2 separate regions of the Hordeum vulgare genome follow, and region 1 is linked to region 2. Evidence: chromatin contacts called from public Hi-C data. All regions are on one chromosome and are shown on one strand. Each heading gives the region's core, a stretch centred on a gene start, on an enhancer-like site or on the middle of the called end of the contact. The rest is flanking DNA. Distances are from core to core; before and after follow the strand shown.

Region 1 (3,586 bases), core at 726-3,225, 810 kb before region 2:
CAATACTATGAGTAACATAACACATACCAAGACAAGATGCGTCTATATGCTAATAAATGAGAACATCTATGTTATAACTTTTATGTTACTATCCACTATGAACGTAGTAACTTAAACTAGTAACATATGCATGTCATTACTCTATATTATTTCCCATTGTAGGCACTCTCATGTTGAAATCCTCATCCATAAGCTAAGGTCGCATGCGCGCTGCTTGGACATCGTGAACGTCCGACAGGAATTTAATTTTTCGTCCTCAACCTTCGGGCCATAAACACTGGCAAGATACTAGTGATGGTCGCTGTCGCGCGGGGGGAGGGGGGGGTTGCCAACCCAAAAGAATCCCACCACAAGTAAGATTTTCTTTTTTTTCACGCAAAAAGAATGTAATTTTATCATTTGGTCATAATAAATCTTAAGGAAATGATTCTATTACCCGGTCGATAACATGTGATGTGTTGTGGCGGCGCCACCTCTTCGCGACCCGGGGCACCGCTCGGGTTGTGCTCAGGAGTCACCACATAAATTACATCATGAAGGATAAAGTGATTAGCATTTTCTACGGGGAAATGGCCGCTAGTCGGGTGCCTTCGTGCTCATGTCCGGGCTTTGCGGGTGAGCTGGTGTGCCACTGGCTACGGGATCTGGATCTGGATCCTTTCGTGCTCTATCGAGCTCCCCATCAAGTTGATGCCTACATGCGCTACTCCGATCGTCGCCACCGCTGCTCACCGCTAGCAGCACGTGGACGAGGCCACTAACACCATGTGGATGAGCCCATCGATAAGCACACCGACAAGGTCACCTTTCCCCATCTCCATGTGTTCGCTCGTGACCAGTGGCCATGGACGCTCGAGCGCGCACGCCTGAGCTCTTCTTCGCCCGGCGTCGCCCCCGGCCTTATGCACCTACCTGTTCTCTCCTTCATCCAGATGAGGTGATGGAAGCCGAGCACCGCCGCCAAAGCCGACGAGCATGCGCTTCGCTTTCGTAGTCGTCGGCCGCCTCACCACCACCCATCCTCTCTCATCCCTCTTCTAGCTCGATGACGCGTGCTCATGCTGCTACCGGGTGATGTAGAAGACGACCTGTGCTGGACACCGACGACGGCAAGGCGTGTTTCCCTTCTGCAACATCAGTGCCTCTGCATAAAAAATGTGCAACAAGACATGTGCCGTAAAAAATCCACAACAACATCTATGTTGCGAAAATATATATTCTGCAACAAAACCACTACAAAACCTTTGTTGCAAAAATATATATTACCCAACATAACTTGTGTCGCAAAAAAATCTTCAACAGAACCTTCATTTCGCAAAAAGTCCATAACACATCCTCTGTTACAATTGTTTTTACAATAATATCTCTATTGCAAAGTAGAAAAAGTACGTTCTTGCATTAAATCCGTGTCAATCGGACGGCTCGCGTGGCGACGGATCTTTTCAAAAGATCCGCCGACCGACATGTGACAACCTCTTAAATTTTAAGGACCAAAACTTAACATTTATTCATTCGTCAATACGTATTCAACACAGATTTTATTTGAAACGCTCATCGCAAGAAACACAAATAGAAAAACATAACTCAATTTTGACTGTTTCTTCAAAAGATATAAAGGTTTGAAAATCAAAAGCTAAACTACAATCACGCTCGCGCGACTTGGTGCCCCCGCATTTGGGTGTCCAGATCCTCTCCATCGGGTTGATCATTTCCTATCTTTTCTTTCTTAATAGAGATGGAAATATCGACGAACAAAAATATCTGGCCGTCCCCGGCGATCGATCTCGACCGATGGTCTCTGATCAAACGACCTGCACGGATAGAGTCTACTTCCTCCACATGTATACATCTCACGACAGGATCAGCGTTACCGCGTGGCAAGAATGGCAAGGATGAGGAGTGGGATCTAGCGAACGGTCCCCTCTGGTTTTATCGGCACAGTCTTGGTCCTCCTCTCCCCATCTATGCACGCCAACAAAGTATCAGCATTACTCCCTGGGAGCAGATCTCGCATATGGGGCCAGCTAGGATACGGTCTGCTGCTAATATATCTTCTCTCGATTTGGCCCGTTGTATCCTTTTCAGTTTGCAACTTATTCCTTGGTTGATATTTGTTCTGCCTTCGATTTCTTACAATCATTACTCGTTACTCGTCAGCTTCAAGTTTCCCTTTTCCGCCCCCAGCTGAGATTCTGCGCCTCTCCTCCATTGGCTCCTTAACAACTTAACTGGGTTAATTTATGGGCATGGTGATCGGGGTGATTGTATCTTTGCGTGTGATTCAGGAGAACATTGGTTAAATCTAGGCTATTATGTCATCTATTTGTAGAACGAATTGCGTACGCTTGTTCAGGCCGTGAGCCCGTGACGGTGTGGCTGAGGTCTTCTTTGCGGTGGTTTGGTATCGCACATAATATTTAGAAAAGAAATGTGCTATGTACGACGCATAGTGCACCACTGCCAAGCGCCCGGTTATATTTTGAGCTCTTTTACAGTACGCTCTGATCTTTTACAGTACGCTGCTATATTATGTGAGCAGTATATGTAGCCGAACGGCAGCAGTTTTTGTGTTCTAATCCTGTGGGTCCTAACATGACCACTTCATAATTTTATACTACAAAAATTTAGGTCCGTCTTTGACGAGGGAGTAGTGATGGCGATGACACACGCCTTCAACTCATTTTAGTGTTTTTAATAGTCGCTAGATGACCCACAGACATAGATGTAATTTTTATTATTTTGTATTCATTACACTACCATTTATCGATGCACTAGTAATGGGGTACCTAGTGCCCATGACTTTTGCACAAGCATTGAGAACATAACCTCTCAAGAGCAACCACCAATCTAAGCGAAGAGCCGGAACCGGATGCCGGCAAGGCCTACACGAGCAGCCCAGAGTGGGCTAGAGACGTGCCAAGAACAGCCTGCCGGGGGCGAAGGCACAAGCGCCCTCACCAAGACCCAGCAAGACGCCTCCCCGACAAGTGCGGGCCAACCTGCAACCACTCCACCTCATCGCTACACGAGTCACTTATCGATGAGGTGTTGAGCTCCCAGATGGCTAGATGGCTCTCGCTGCATACGTGGCGGCGCCGAAAGACAAGTTACAACCCGTTGACACCCTTTCAGAAGCGTGTCAAGACCCCAAGCCACGGCCAGCTCATAGGCGGCACAACCATGCCATGAACGCACCCCTGCTCGCCACCTAATGCCGCATTTATGGCGCTTTGTATTAAGTGTCAGAGTTAGGTATGATAGCACTGTTAGCTATCTGATCATGACTGTTTGTCACTCTGGACTCCCCTTGAGCTATAAAAGGAGGCCCGGGGAAACCTAGCAAAGGATTCACACACTTGGAGATTCGACACTTGGTAGATTAGGTCCTCAAGGGATTAGAACCATGTGTACGTGGAGGTACGTGATAGCTCTCCCCAGCAACCCTTGCCGTGGCAGAGCTCCATGCAAACCCTAGGGGGGGGGCTTCGTTCGTGCAAACCCGAGGATATGATCAGCGTGTTGACCTTCATCATTGTTTTCCTTTTCATCATTGCTCCCAAGAAGAAGACCGGCGTAGACGCTCATC
Region 2 (3,622 bases), core at 773-3,272:
GCGGATATTGGTTGCATTTGGGGCAGGGTAGGTGTCGGGGATATACCCCGCAGTATAACCCGGCTTGGAGTATGACCCGCCAAGGACTTGGCGACTCACCGGCGACTTAGCAGTGACCTAGCGAGCGGGTCATACATGACCCGGCAGGCGACTCACACAAACGACAAAGGTCCAAGGCCCAGCGTGCACCCTGGCATAAGGCGACTCATAGAGAGGTCAGAAGGGCCGACTCACACAGAAGCCCCAAGAAGAGGAAAGATTCCCACAAGAAGGAAACAAGACCCAGATTAGGTTCAAGAGAGACTAGTCATATTCCTACTCCGAGTAGGACTCTACATGTAAATCTACCCCTTCCACATATATAAGGAGGGGTAAGGCGCCCCAAGAGGGAGGAGAGACACAACTTTGGTCTAGACAAGATAAATCATGAGATAGACAGATTAGACACCCACGAGATTAGAGGTGTCGAGTCTGCATCCTTGTAATCGAGATCATCATCTTCATCAATGAAACAGCAAGCAGGACGTAGGCTTTTACCTCCATCGGAGGGACCGAACCTGGGTAAACTCGCGTCTCTCGATTCCGACCAACCCTTCAAGCCGACAAATCTACGTCTACTTCAAGTTCATCACGAGACCGAGAAACTTGATGATATTCCAAGGGTGGTTGGAGCTGATCTGATCTGTTTGGCGGCGGCCACGCCTCTAAGCAAGAATTCAGCGGCTACTACCTCGTGTGACAACATGTTTCGTCTAAAGATCGGCTACAACACGAAGGCAATAAATATTAGGCTCGACGGTGACAACAACAAAGCACAGAGCAGCCGGTATACCGCTGTAGTCCATCACAAAATCAGGAAGGATGCAATACACGCATCGACTGGGAAAACGAAACCGATAAGAAAAAGGAGACATCCGCTCGGCGAGCCACATATTTTTTTTAAAGAAGGAAAGAAGGCAGACCAAGGAAGAGAAATCATCAAAACCGACTTGTTTAGAGATTCATGCCAGGCATCAAACTAAAAAGGCTGCCAGTACGTCTCCCAAGGTTGCAACTAACTTGATGGAAGCCACGTTCAGTGCCACCGATGGGACATCTCCAGCAGTCAGCATAAGTTACACACACGGACTCGCCAACGCACACATCGGAGTCGCCCCAAATCCGCCTCTGCCTCTGCAGCGCCTCGACACGCCGGCGCATGCCCGAGCCGTTCCGACCCCTCGCCGACCGGCCGGCTCGCTCCCGCACGCCCGCTGGTCTGGGCCGCTCCCTCGCCGCACTGGCCGAGTCACTCTCGCGCGCTCCCTTTGCCTGGCCGCTCCCTCGCCCCACTGCTCGCGTCGCCTCACTTCGCTCCATTATCGAGTGTCCGAGCCGCCCACGCCATGGCAGGGCCTCGCGTCAACTCCGGTCGAACCTCACGCGGCCACTTCGCCGGTGCGACCCGCCACCTCCACCGCTTGCTTCTCAGCCGTCGCGGCCTCATCTCGCCTTCCACGGCTCCCTTCTCCAACCCGCCTCGTCTCTCTGCCTCGCCTCATTGGCCACTAGGCGCTCATGAACGGCTGACACCTCGCACTCATCAAACAACATCAGTCTCATGCTCAATAGCGTCCTCACTGCATCGCGGAACGTCACACAAAGCAAATCAGCTTTCTTGGGAATACTTTGATGGCTATATGCACACAAGAAGGAATCATCAAGTTATTTCAGAGATCAAGGGAATCAAGAAAAATAACAAAGAAGTTCAGAAGGCCATGAGCCAGAAGATACGTACGAGATTGAACAAAGCCAGTCCCGTCCCGGAATCGGACGAGTGCACAAGGCTCATACTCTGCCAACTTTTTGCTCCGCGACCAGGACACGCAACAGAAGTAGTCGCCAGCGTTGGCCCGGCCGTCAGCGTCGCCAGACGCCCATCTGCTGGTTTTCTGCGACACCCTGCGTCAGCTCGGTCGTTCGCGTCGCGACCCGCCTCCGCCTGCACCACGCCATCTCGCCTCGCTCTAGCCATACGCCAGTGGTGCGGTCACCTCGCCTTGCTTCAGTCCGGTGCCACGCCTCACCTGTGCCCACGCGACCCGCCTCCACCTACTTCTACCGCCTCGCGTCCGCCTTCGAGTCGACTCGACTAACCTCACCTCAACTGTCCCCGTCGTAGCGGCCTCACCTCGCCAGTTCTGAAGAAAGAAATTCACAAAGAAATTGACCTGGGCATTCTTTCGACAGTAAAAGAGAGTGCTCATGTGGATGCGCAGGAGTATATGGTGCTCCTGTTTGTTTTTTTTCCTTTATACGAAGGTATTTGAACAGGCTGGTGCTGCCAGATTTTTATAGTCTCCCAAGGAATATCAACACTATTATTGGTGCTGCATATTTGATGATTTAATAAGTCTATAAAGCTAGTTGGACAGATGCCCGAAAATACCAGGTGATATCTTTCCCTTCTATTTATTTTTTACATGCATGTTAAAATCCTTTCAAGAACAATTACTCTGTCTTGTAAAATATTTTGCACGACTATTACAAAAATAGCATTATATCACGCGAACAAAACACGGCCAACTCTCAAGTCTGCAAAATCAAGGCAACTTACAATGACGCGGCCAATTCTCACGTCCGCGCGATCAAAGACGGATTATAATGACGCGGCCAGTCCTTACAAAGTCAAGACGGTTTACAAAGTCGCAACCGATTCTCGGGTCCATACAACTCTTGCATTCCATATCAACCCACTAGTGCAGTGTTTGCCTATACGAGCCGCCCAACAGAAGGACGCAAGACGCCGTCCTCACGGTCCGGATTATATCAACCTGCCGGTGCAGTTCTCGCTTATACGAGCCGCCAAACATAAGGATGCAAGACGCCGTCCTCACGTTCCGGATTATATCAACCCGCCGGTGCAGTGCTTGCTTATACAAGCCGCCCAACAGAAGGACGCAAGACGTTGTCCTCACGGTCCGGATTATGTCAACCAGCCGGTGCAGTGCCCGCTTATACGAGTCGCCCAACACATGCACGCGGGTAGCCGTCCCCATGGACCGTTCTCCATCAACACATCAGAAAATATGAAGATTCTCAAGCCGCCTCCTTAAGTTGACTTAAGACTTTGGGGTTACACAGACATGGCTTGCCAGATCCAACAGGCTGAATAAATTCAAGAACCCCGGGTCATTACAGGGAAATTAAGCTGGTCTCGGGGGCTGATGCCTCATTGACAAAATGATTTAAAGATCGCCTAAGAAGACAAGTCGCTATGATGCGACCGCCCAAACATGGGTGCCCGGCCTTATTGGCGGATGATTCATAAAGTCGTCCAAGCATGGACGCTATCAGTATCAAAGAGCATAAGTCACCATGCTGCACTTATTTCAAACTAGATACTGGTAAGCCAAAGAGGACCAAAGTTGCCACGTTGCACGGTTCAAACATGGGCGCCTTATATGATTCTGAGAATTAAGCCGGCTTACTTGGGGGCTACTAGCTCCCAAGTCGTTTTGCAGTAAGAGCGTATACGCTTCTGCAATCATATGTATGGTTTTTTCCCTAATCATAGGTCACTTGGGGGATTCCTCTCACTTATCAGTCTGAATACCCTCTTGGCTAGCGAAAATTAACGCAT

What was found. A called contact is a pair of places that touch in the nucleus more often than the background predicts.
Region 1: a Hi-C map of seedling shows a contact between it and region 2, with 2.7 times the contacts expected there. The contact joins two enhancer-like sites. A contact is called at or near these places in 2 of 6 Hi-C or Micro-C datasets (leaf and seedling).

Annotation. Positions count from the first base shown.
Region 1 is chr7H:208,722,365-208,725,950 of MorexV3_pseudomolecules_assembly, reverse strand. No RefSeq gene overlaps it. Among protein-coding and RNA genes, the nearest start is that of LOC123412348, 130 kb to the right of the region's middle. Within about 2 kb of position 1,975, at least 3 of the 3 cell types and tissues checked have open chromatin away from gene starts, as enhancers often do. A contact at or near this core is called in leaf and seedling, where this site is marked.
Region 2 is chr7H:207,913,346-207,916,967 of MorexV3_pseudomolecules_assembly, reverse strand. No RefSeq gene overlaps it. Among protein-coding and RNA genes, the nearest start is that of LOC123409074, 200 kb to the right of the region's middle. Within about 2 kb of position 2,022, at least 2 of the 3 cell types and tissues checked have open chromatin away from gene starts, as enhancers often do. A contact at or near this core is called in leaf and seedling, where this site is marked.